Linked DNA regions of Mus musculus: region 1 is linked to region 2. The links are chromatin contacts, called in public promoter capture Hi-C maps. All regions are on one chromosome and are shown on one strand. The core of a region is the stretch at or near the end of the contact, and the rest is flanking DNA. Distances in the headings are between cores, read along the strand shown.

Region 1 (5,663 bases), core at 1,237-3,736, 130 kb before region 2:
TCAAGCAAGAAGGAGCAAGCTATTCCTTGCTATACCCCATCCAACTTTCAAAATTGGGTGCTGGGTATGTGAAATAAAAAGCCATATCTATACTAAGAATTACAGTACATCCCTATAGTCCTTGAGGTAGTTTGTAAATGCTTGGCCAAGGGAGTGGAACTACTAGGAGGTGTAGCCTTGTTGGAGTAGGTGTGGACTTGTTGGAGGAAGTGTGTCACTGTGGGCGTGAGCTTTAATACCCTCATTCATCCAGTTTTCTAGCAGCCCTTCAGAAGATGTAGAACTCTCAGCTCCTCCTGCCCCATGTCAGCCTGGATGCTGCCATGTTCCCACCTTGATGATACTGGACTGAACCTCTGAACCTGTAAGCCAACGCCAAATATATGTTGTCCTTATAAGAGTTGCCTTGGTCATGGTGTCTGTTCACAGCAGTAAAACCCTAACTAAGACATTCCTGCTTAAAACCTGTCATAGTTTGACAGCTCCTCAAAGGACAAATGTGAAGTTATCCCATGAGCCAAAAATTGAATTCCTAGGTATCTATGAAGGACAAATAAAAACACAACCAGACCTGGAAGCTTTTGTCTGTCACTTCAGCACCTGTGAGACTGAAGCAGGAAGATTCTCTATGAATTTGAGGCTAGCCTAGGATATAGAATGAGACCTTGTCTCAGAAGAAAAAAAAAGTGGAAAAGCATATCCACATAAATACAGACAGTATCACTATTTATAATCAAAGGGCTCCAATTGCTTCATTATTCATCACCAAGAGAGCAATGAAACACTGTGTATCGGGAAAAGCCAATGATGTGTTAGCATGTGACACAACATTAGTCTCCCACACATAGCTGACTGGAAGAAAGCGAACATAAAAGCCCAGGTCTTGGGACCTCATTTACATAAAATGTACAGTGCTCATTTCGGAGGGTATGGTTTGAGAAGACTGGAGATGGGTAGGTAATAGATGGAGGTTTTCTGTGGGGCAATGGTATCCTGATTGGATTAGTGTAGTGCCTGTGTTATGGTCCTAAGAGCCCTTTACATGACAAGTCAAGCTATATTCTCATGAAGTTTATCTAAAAGGCCTGTTCACTGATCTGTACATTTAAAATGAAATGCAACCTTTCCCATGGCTTACAGCTCTGCACAATGGCACCCTCTGTCTCTTCTGCCACCTCCCTTATCTCTTCTTCATGAGTCCCTCCAGTTTCTAGCACCAGAGCCCAGGGATCATCCATAAGCCACCCCCCTCCAGGGGCTCCACACCGTTCTGTGTTCTGTCCACAGTTTCCCAGTATTTACCCAGACCCTTGCCAGGAGCATGTCTCACCCTGATCATCCTACACTCTTCCCAGAATACTTTAGAAGGTATGGCCACGTGTTTCCTTCCTCAATGGCAACAGGTTGTATTGCTATCCTTGGGTCCACGTCACCTCCTCAGGTGCAACCTATGTGAGGTTGTCTTGCTATCTTCCTCACACACAGAGAGAGAGAGGTTGGCAGAGGCTATAATCTCACACTGAAATGTGTGGGTGTCTAGTAGGAGAGGAGCGGTTGAACTTACACACATCCCTGTCTTGCTCACTGGCTGCTCTTGCCCAGATTTCTGATTGTAATTGTGCAGGAAGCTTGCTCAGCTTGCTTTCTTATACCACCCGTAACCACTTGCCCAGGACTGGTACTGCCCACAGTGAGCTGGGCCCTCCCATGTCAATCACGAATCAAGTCAATAACGTCAGACACTTGACTACAGGCCAATCTGTGAGGCCATTTTCTCAGTTATGATTCTCTCATCCTAACCCTTAAGAGACTGGAGGCCCCAGGGAATTTAGAGGTCAGGTGGGGTAGGGAGGTGGAGACATCCACATGAAGACAAGGAGGTGGGGAGGAGGTATGGGATGTGGAACAGTTGGAGGGTGGATGGGGAGGGGGAATAAAATATGGAGTGTAAAAAATAGAAAAAAAAATAAGATTCTCTCTTCCCTGTTAAGTCCAGGTTTTTGTCAAGTTTATAAAAACCAACCAGCATCGGTACTTAACCTTTCCATCCTGAATGAAGAGACATTGGCCAAGGTGACACTTGGATTGGGGCCCTTTCTCACCAATGCCCAAATCCAGAACCTCCCCCACGTGACTAGCTAGGAAGATTCAGGATGGCTACATCATTCTTGCCCGCCCCCCCCACCCCCCACCCCGCAAGAGCTGCCTGGACCATGGCCTCGGATCCCATTCTCCTGGGGAGCTGTACAACTCTACTGATCCTTAGCCCAGTACCAGCTTTGTATATCTAGGGCTTTGCTGTGCTGCTACCTGAGAGCATCGGTGCAAGGACCGGTATCCGGAAAGCAGCCATGGATGCTAGAGGGGGAGCCATTGAGATGCTAAATTCCATCACCAGACCTGCCTCTGGCAGCCATTAGGTTACCACAGTCGGCAAGGCTGGCCCTTTGAAAGCAGACAGGAGCCCTACTGTGAACACACAGGCCCCGCCCCTGTGGCCTGTGTCTGGCCTGGCAGGCATAGCGCTGGGTAGAGCTCAGAGCTACAGCCCCTCTTCTAGCCAGCGAGGGCCCTGCTGGTTCTGACTGAAGCACAGCTATCTGACGTCGGGCTTAATGAAGTCCCTGTGAGAGACAGTGGGGCAGCCTCGCTGCGCAGATGGCTCTTTGTCCCCATTGACACCTGCCATCTGCTTGTTTGTCTAAATGACGCTGCTGGGGCAGGGGGCTCCCAATCTGCTGCCCGGGCCCCGCCCACCTCTATGACCTCCTGACCCTGGGCCAGACAGGTCCTCAGAGTTGCTCTCACGCGGTGCAGTGAGCCTGGCCTGCTCCTGCTCCCAGCCTCTGCCAGGCTGATGCTCCAGTGGCAGGAACAGGGGAAGGGGGGTCAGGGGGAGGAGCAGGGGGAGGTGAGAGAGCAGAGAAAGGGGAGGGGGAGGGAGGAGGATCAAGAAGGAGAGTAGTGAAGGACAAAGACAAGGAGGAACAGAAGACAAAGGGGGAGGGTGGGAGGATGAGAGGAAGCCAAAGAAGGGGAGAAGGAGGTTGAGGGAACGCAGGGATTGAAGGGGAGGCACAGCAGCTGCCCCAGGCCCCTGGTTCCCCTGCTCCAGGCCAGGCTGCAGGCTCGAGTTTCAAAGCTGGGCCCTCACACCTGTTCACAAAGAGAATGTCACATAAAAGAGAGGCAGGACAGGATGACCCGCCTCTGGACCAGACAACAGCAGCCCCGCAATGCTCCTAGCTCTTCTTGCCTCAAGTCAGTTAAGTACAAAGAGAAAAGTTTACTTTTCAAGTTGTAGGGATGACTGCAGAAGACAGAAGAATATATATATATATATATATATATATATATATATATATATATATATCAATTAGAACATTTCTGAGAGTGTTGTGATGATGCCAAACAGGCAGCTTGCCCTGAGCTTCTGAGATATTATGGTTGATCTTTAAAAGGGGCAGTGGTGTGGCCTGGCATTATTACCAACTCCCGAGCAAGGATCAGCCCGTGCGGAAAGCGTAGCCACGTGAACTTCTTGAGGTCTGTCTGCAAAGCTCTAGTTTCCTGAGGCTAATTGAACGGTTACTGATAGTCTCAGAAAGGTTATGCTCTGCCAGAGCTTGGTGGAAAACAGTGGGCTCTGGGCATTTCGACCACTGAAAAGAAAACACTCTATTGGTGCTTCCTTGTCTCCTCTGTTGACTTTAGGTGGGACTCGAAGGCCTGGCTTAAGAGATGGCCTTTGGAGGCCTCCAGCTCAGTTCTCCCAAAGACAAAACAGGTGCTTGACATAGTAACCCAATAAACGTGTCAGCGAAAGGGCACTGCCTCCACCCCAAAGCCACCCTCTTCTGAGCGCCTGGGCTCTGTCTTCCTCTGAACAGAGGCTAAAATCTGGGACTTGCTGATGTGGGGGGCTCCCAGTGCCTCTAAGGAGAAGGAACTCTGCGTGGTGTTCCACTGGAACACCATCTCCATGCTCAGACTTGCAGTGAGGGTGCTGCTATTCACTGCTCTTCACTGTCATATCTTATACTTGGAAGACTGTTGACAGGGTGATGGTATGTCTGCCTACTGATGACCCTGTGGGGTTAAGGCTGTCACCTCCCTGGGTTTGTCATGTGAGAAAATAGCTGCACCGAACACAGGACAGCCCACATCCCCAGCTAGGGCTTGTAGTTCCATCCTGGAGCCAGCCCTCAGAGATGTGAACAGTCTCTCCCCTAGCACCATCCGGGAAATGTTCCTCTCTTCTTGCATACAGTCACTAGACTAATAGTTTGTAGTCAAACGCCATGCTTCCTGTCACTTTTATAGAACTGTACTACATGTTCAGCCATCAAGCCACCTGTGAACAGCAAGCTATTGGTTCCCTCCTTACTGGGGGTCCACCCCACCACCACCACCACCACCACACTGGCCTTCTATACAGGCACAAGAACTTCACATGAAGTCAGGAGGTTTGGCTCAGATATCAAATAACCAGGAGGCATCTGAGTTCTTGGTGGAGACTTTGGGATGGGACACTTTGCAGAGCTAATTGATTTTATAAGTGTTCTTGCTTTGAGTTTCAAGAAAGTAGGGGACATTAGAGACCCTATCGCCAAGGAAGAGGTTGTCTACCTATATGTTCAGGCATGATGACAGTTGGAACTAATTTAAATGCTGATTCAAAGGGAAGACTCCTCCCAGGGAACAGATTAAAGTTGAAATGGGATGCTAAAAGCATGGGTTATTAGAGAGTCCAGTTTAGAAAGACAGCACCCTGGGTGTGCAGGGGCAGGTGATGGAGGTCTCCATGCTGCAATGATCTCCACAGGAAAGACTCCCTAGGGTGGCGACCAATAGTCAAGGGACAAGGTCTTTGTTCACTCAGTCCTATTCTGACCTCTGTCTTTTTTTGAATTATTTTTATATTCTGTATCTGTTGTGTACTTTGTATGCAGGGCCCTGGAGATCATAAGAAGGCATTGGATCCCTGTAACTGGAGTCACAGGGAAGTGTGAGCTACCATGTGGGTGTTGGGAACCAAACCTGGGTCCTCTGCAAGAACAACACAGACTCTTCACCTCCGAACCTCCAGTCCTGACCTGTCTTTCACACCTGCATTCTATCTACAGCCTCATATGTAGGCAGAAGGAAGGAGCAGCCTCTGGTTTTCAGGTCTCCATCTAGCACAAGGGAGAAGAGATCACATTTCACTAAGCTAGAAATTGAAAGAACTAACTGCAGATAATCAGGTTAACCTATCTAATCATACAAAGCTCAAAGAGATGGGCCCCAGCATCTCCCCATTTGACAGATGGGAAATTGAGGCAGGCCCAAGTAAAGCAGAGGGCAAGCCACATATCGGACCACAGGGAGGAAGGCTATCCTGTCTTTTGGCTGCAGGCCCTTCAGCAGTTTATAGTAGTCAATACTGTGTCTATTAAGGTGGGGGATGGGGAGTTTAGAAGAGTTCCAACTCCCTTTGGGAAATAATAGAAAATAAAAGATTTAGTGATGCCACATAAGTCCTAAACCTAAACAAACAAAATATCTAGATCTAGATATACACATATATCTCTAGATATAGAGATAGATGGAGAAGTAGAGAGATTATATATAGGAGGGGTCACGGTGGTCTCAGAGGGAGGTGGCTCAGCCTTAGGCACGAC
Region 2 (5,899 bases), core at 528-3,027:
AGCTGGAGGAGGAGGAGAGGCATTAAAGAGAACCAAGTACAGAGGCTCTCAGATCTCTGTGTTGTGCCAATGAAGGTCAACTCCTATCACTTTCCTTAATTAGAAGAATTTTAAAGAGTGTCCCCCCCCACACACACACCGTGTGTGGGTTTGGTTTTTTAAAAACATGTTAATACAGGAAATTGTATTTTAAAAAGGGGGGAGAGTACTTGATGGAGCAAGGTGGGGTGCAGGAAGAGGAGAGGGCAGCTGTCATTTGTTTTCTGGGGGTGGAACCTCGAGGATGGAGAGCAGCCCCAGCACTGGTAGCAACCCAACCAAGGCCTAAGAGCTAGGGGACAAGAACTCTCCCAACTTTGGGGGTAGGGGAGGGAAGCATTCGACCTTTCAGGTAAGTAGGAGGTGTGTGAGAAATGCCCAGGGCTTGCAAAAGCCTCTGGGGTTCCACACCCCCTCCTCAACTGCCAGTCAGTTCCCAGTAAGAAGTCAAGACCTCAGGCGTGTCTTTGTGGGATTCCCCAACCCTTATCAGTGGCCCTTGCCTTCTTCCCACTGCCAACCACCAACCAGCCACCCCTACCCCTCCAGACCCAGCCGAGTGCGCGCAGGTGCCCACTCACTGGCCAGGTGAAGCCGAAGGGGAATCGGATGGGGTTGCTGAAGGCGGGGTCGATGCCTGCGCCATCAGGCAGGCTGAAGGAGTCGACACCCAGCACTGGCGTGACAGCACTGCCGTAGGTGCAGGGTGGCTCCGGTGACACGCTGGCCTGGTAGTGCTTGAGGCATACGCGAAAGAAGGTCCTGCAGGCGCAAGGCGGGCCAGAGCCCCCGCGGCAGCAGTTGCGGTTCCCCAGCAGCCCCTTCTTGTTGACGAACTCCTGCAGCTTCAGCTCAAATACGCCGGAGCTCCAGACCTGCGCGGGGAAGGGGCGTGAGGTCGCGCCGGCGGCGGAGGGACCCGGGGGCGCGCGGGCCCTTGCTAGGACGCAGAGGCCGAGCGCACCTCAGCGCCCATCCGGAGCTGCCCGCTGCCGGGCAGCTCTCGGGGTCGTCGCTGCCGGAGTCACTTGGGGATGGACAGCTGATCGGCTGGTCCGACTCCCCTCCCTCCACCGCGCAGCAGCCCCGCCCGGCCCCCTACCTGGCACAGCAGGGCAGAGACCACGGCAAGGGCTAGCGCGCTCCGACGGCCCATGGTACCGCTGGACGCCCTTGCTCTCCTAGAGTATCCTCTTTTCTTTCTTCTTCAAAGACCCAGGGATGCCAGGAAAGTCTATATGACCCGAGGAGTACTGGCGGAAAGGCGTCTCTCGGCTCCAGGTGTGCTATCAGGGCCAGGTCGCTTCAGGAGGGTGCGGTGCCTTCAGCTAGGTCCCCGGCAAGAGCTCTACGAGGCACTGAGAAAGGACAACTTTCGGTTTCCTCTTCGTCTGGCTTTCAGTCCACGGAGAGGTGAGTGTCTCCTGCTTTCTGGTTTTGTCTTAAGCTTCTTCGCGGAGGGAAAGAGGAGAAAGGAGATAAGACACAGAGGGAAGAGAGCCCAGATGTTCAGCTTAATTCCCAAGAGAGCTTGCAGTGGCTTCCTTCGCAGGCCTATTAGGAAGCGGCGGTCTGGAAATCCCACCGGTGAGGCGATAATCCGGGGCCCCGAGGGGCGCGGTGGGAACGGTGGTGGCAAGGACTGCGGCGCGCGCCCTGGTTTCCCGGCCCGGCGTCACTCGGCAGCCGCTGCCGCTCCCAGAGTGTTCTAGACCGGTATCTCTTGCACTATCGCCAAGCCTCGCGTCTTCCTCAAGAATTCAGCCAATGCCATGCGAGAACACACACCGAGGACCGGAGGCCGAAGCGTGGGAGGCTCCGTGCCGCACCGGTGCTCTCCCGTGACCTGCCCTGGTCAGACAGGGTAACCGCGGGTGCACGCCGGAGGATCTGGCCCGGGCTGGCGCCTGCCACCCTTAAATCCTGCCGGCCGCTCGCATAACTAATGAGATGCAAATGAGCAGCCCCCCAATCTGGCGAGAGCTGTCACAAAGGAGCCACTTTTCCAAACCCTCCTCTCAATGGATCGCCAAATGGTCAGTGAGCTGTAAAATGTGCAACCCTCCTCCCCGCCCCCCACCTCCCCGCCCCCTAGTCCTCTCTGCCTCCGCCCTCGCCCCTTCGCCTCCCTCCCCCAGCGCAAAACCCGCTCATTTACATTCCTGCAAAACGTTCCCGGAGACGAACCGCTCTGCTCCCGGAGCTGGAGCTGAGGCCGCGTCGCCCACCGCCCCACCGCCACAGGCCCGAAGACCCTAGGCACGCTGGGCGGCCTGAGCCTCCCACTCGCGGTCACCGCTAGACTCGCTCGCAGGACGCGGCCTCCGGACCTTGGCGTTTCCAACACTAGCCGCCTAGGCTCTCCTCGTTTGTTCAGTCCTAGGGACTGAGGAACCGGGGAGAGGTTAGAGGCCCGCGTCCCTGCTGCTGCCCCTCCTCCCTGGCAGCCTCTTTCTAAGGAGGAGTCTCCCGGAGGGGGCGGGGGCGGGGTGCCCGGTAGGAAAGGGACCCTTGAAGAGGTGGGCAAAGGGTGGCAAGAGCACCCCGGCAGTTTGGGAAGTTTGGGGAGGTTAGGCACGCTTATACCTCTGGTGAAGCCTGGCGATTGAGCCTCGGAGAGTGCCGATGGGCTAGCGATCCGGGCCGGACACCCCCAGACACCGCAGTGTCCCGGAGCGCTGCTGTCTCCGTGTTGTCCACGATCACTGGAAATGGGGAATTGGGGTCCGGATAGTGTATTCCCTGAGCCAGCAGAGCCAAAAGCTAAGCTTACCCCTTTCCCGGTGTACACACCCTCTCCCGGGAGATTTTCAACCAACACCACCTTCACTGGTGTCCGGTCCCACTCTCCTGGGTATTCCCCTCAGGCCTCCCTCTGCTTGGTAAAAAGTGAGTTTGGTGTGTGTCGTTCGCGTGGCTGTCATTAAGGCAGTCTGTTATTGTGCGAGGCTGAATCAGTGGCTCTTTGTGCGCTCAGCTGTATGGTAATGCAGACAGCACCTGCTCTCTGCACAATGCGGAGAGAAAGAGCTCCCCTCCGCGCACGCCGCGGCCTCTGCGACAATGTCCGGCACATGTTTGAAAGACTCCCCCCACCTCACCCCCCAACACATAACCTTTACACAACCGTCACCTTATTAGGTTTTTACACATCCATCAGACACTAGAACTTTTGTTTTCTTTTTTTTCTTTTTTTTTTTTTAAGGGAAATGAGTTTATTGGGAGGGCCCAGGACACACGTATCACAATGAATTACCTAAACGGCTCCCCTGGTTACAAGCTCCAGAGAAAAGTAAATGGAGATATAGTCTCTGACTTAGCACCTAGCTTTGTGTTGAGCATGCCATGAGCTGTATATTCCCATCTTTAGAGGGGCCTCTTTACTCCACCCCCACCACCTAGGCAGCTTCATTAGAATCCCGAGGTGTGATTCTTGGAGCTAGTGTTCCTTTGATTGTAGCACAGCCCCTAGGGTGTACCTGACAGGTGTCCTCACTGTAGGTGTTGCTGTCCTGTTGGTGAGAATGAGCCCTGTCCTGGCAGAGTAGCTTGATCATTTAGGCCAGTATCTGGAGCAAGATGTATATAATGCACAGAAAGAGAGGAAAACCTTCGCATGCCCAGAGAAACACTGCTAACAAGAATCTAGCAGTTACTGGGCAGAATCATCTGTGTTGGGCCATCTGGCAACTGAAATTACAGCTCCTTTTCTGATGACCCAGCCTGCCTACTGCTACCCTGTCTCCCAAACACTTTCAAAGTTTCAGAATCAACAGGAATTTCTGCACTTCACGTCGTCATCGCCAACTCACAGACAATCAAAGAGTTAACCAAAAAGCCATGTGTATAATACTCAAGGCTGAGGTGAGAAAGGCAGGGTTAGATCCCACTTTTTAAAAAACCTGTTTATTATAGAACAAATGGAGGCTTCAAAAGATACTGACACCCCTAAGGCACACCCCCATGGCCGTGGCAAAAACAGTCCCTGTCCTTTGTAAACTGTGTAGGGATTTGCTACATCACCACAAGGCTGGGCTAGCTTGAATCCTAACTTAATCTTGCCACCTAGTGTTAGGATTCCTTTTTCACTAGCTAATGTTTCCTGGGAAAGTTACTTTCTGAGAACTCTGTTTCTCAGAGCTCTGAAGCTGCTCTCTGTTGGGACTTGGGAGTGGGACTCAGGTGACAGGGGGTTCCTACAGCAGAGGGGATTCAAAGAAGAAAAGAAACAAGGTCAGATGCAGACTCCTCTGTGCCTTCGAGATTACAAGAAGAAATGAAATATCAGGAACCTTTTAATTAGAAGATGGAAGTGGAAACCAGGCTTGTTTGAATGCCTGTTTAGAAAACTGGAAATGAAAAGTTTCACGCGCAAGGGCTTAGACCCTGAGAGGGGTGGACTTGTCCCAAATCTTGAACAAACCCCCCTTAGTATTAAGTATTTGTTAAATTGACATGGCACAGATTTCTCGATTACAGTGGCAAAGCAGTTCTGAAAGGCATCGTAAAATCCATCAGAATCCTGCCCAACGCATTCATTCTTTTCCAACTTAATTTATGCCACACCATTCTGTATTGGGGAAATCAAGCAGAAAGCTCTTTTTTTCCTCCCTCCTACTCCTTCTGCTCTTCTTCTTCCTCCTCCTCATCCTCCTGTTTCCCCATTCTCAATCGTCCACCCCTAAGTTGGTTCCTATTCCCTTCTCTTTCAAACACAGAGCTAACGGGGAGACTGTTTAACTTCAGTGATTCTATAGGAGCCTGTTGTAGTTTAACTCCTGCGTACCAGTAGCTGAGAGGAACAAAGGACAGACTCGAGGTCCAGCTATTCATCCTTTCTTTGCACTTTAATTTTCATTGATTGGGAAGACAAGGGGAGCCCTTAGGGATTCGAGCCGGGAGGGGGATGACACGCCTTTAGACGCCATCAGCCCCCTAGCCAGCCATCTGCTCCGAACCAAATGGCGTTTTTTCACTCCCTAACTGCATGTCTCTATACTCCCACAGCTAAGCACTCAGAACCCCCCAAATGCAGGAGGGAGCTTAAGCCAGAGTATGTTAAATAGATTTGCCTGAATGTTGGCCTAGCCAACAGATTTCCCCTCCCCACACACCATAAATCCTCACCTTCACCATTAGAAGAAAGAAGGAAACTTTCTTTTAAATGCTTTTTGATGTTTCAGCAAATTTACTGTACAAAGTGTGGCTCATTAGAGCTGAGGAGACACCGAATACATCAGATACAGGACTAGAAGGAAGTATTTGTTGTCTGGTGGTAGTGTTGATTTTTTTCCACATGCCCCCCCCCCCCAGCCCCAATCTGAATAATTGCAATGGGTGGATAGGGCAGACTCAGGTTGCATAATAATCAGAATTAAAGCCACAACAAGTGCATCTGGAGTTCTGTCTGTTATTGATCCTGATTGTTTTCTGTATTTTACTGGTCCATGTGGTAATAAAAACTCCCAGGCACAATTTTATTGAATTAGTCGTGCCCATCCTCAGCACAGGTCACCTAGTCCTGACCCAATTCCTTCATGCACACACCTAAAAGGCTCACTTCTCAAGATACAGAGTTAACCGTGGCTGCAGACAGGGCAGTATCCATGCATAACTCCCAAACAGTTTTCAGACTAGGCCAAGCACAGGTTCAGTTTTCTGTGTAAACAAATCTGGAGACTTGAGCGGGATTTGTGTTTTCTCAGACCCACTGAACACTGTATACACAACAGAGGGTTCTCTCAGTCCTAAGAATTAGGATCCTTGTTCGGAACAACAAAACTGAAACTTCCAAGCAGCAAATCTGGTGTTGATCAAACATGCCAGCTTGCTTGAGGGGAGGAGGAAGAGGAGGAGGAGG

Evidence for each region. Promoter capture Hi-C pulls out the DNA fragments that hold promoters and counts their contacts.
Region 1: a contact with region 2 is called in a promoter capture Hi-C map of embryonic stem cells, with 14 read pairs. The contact joins the enhancer-like site here to the promoter of Dll1 in region 2. A contact is called at or near these places in 12 of 39 promoter capture datasets (the HPC-7 cell line, cranial neural crest, embryonic stem cells and 3 more), 18 of 484 Hi-C or Micro-C datasets (the HPC-7 cell line, the N1E-115 cell line, brown adipocytes and 6 more), 25 of 115 datasets of contacts at active chromatin or transcription factors (craniofacial prominence, embryonic forebrain, embryonic hindbrain and 9 more) and 4 of 9 other capture datasets (adipose tissue, embryonic stem cells, liver and 1 more).

What each region holds. Positions count from the first base shown.
Region 1 is chr17:15,245,490-15,251,152 of GRCm38.p6, forward strand. No RefSeq gene overlaps it. Among named protein-coding and RNA genes, the nearest start is that of Gm5091, 7.5 kb to the left of the region's middle. Within about 2 kb of position 2,487, at least 92 of the 459 cell types and tissues checked have an H3K27ac peak or open chromatin away from gene starts, as enhancers often do. A contact at or near this core is called in the N1E-115 cell line, cortical neurons, craniofacial prominence and 9 more, where this site is marked.
Region 2 is chr17:15,374,046-15,379,944 of GRCm38.p6, forward strand. It overlaps Dll1 (delta like canonical Notch ligand 1), which reads right to left and starts at 1,778. Exons shown (of 11, transcript NM_007865.3): 1 at 1,142-1,778; 2 at 621-914. The coding sequence starts at 1,195.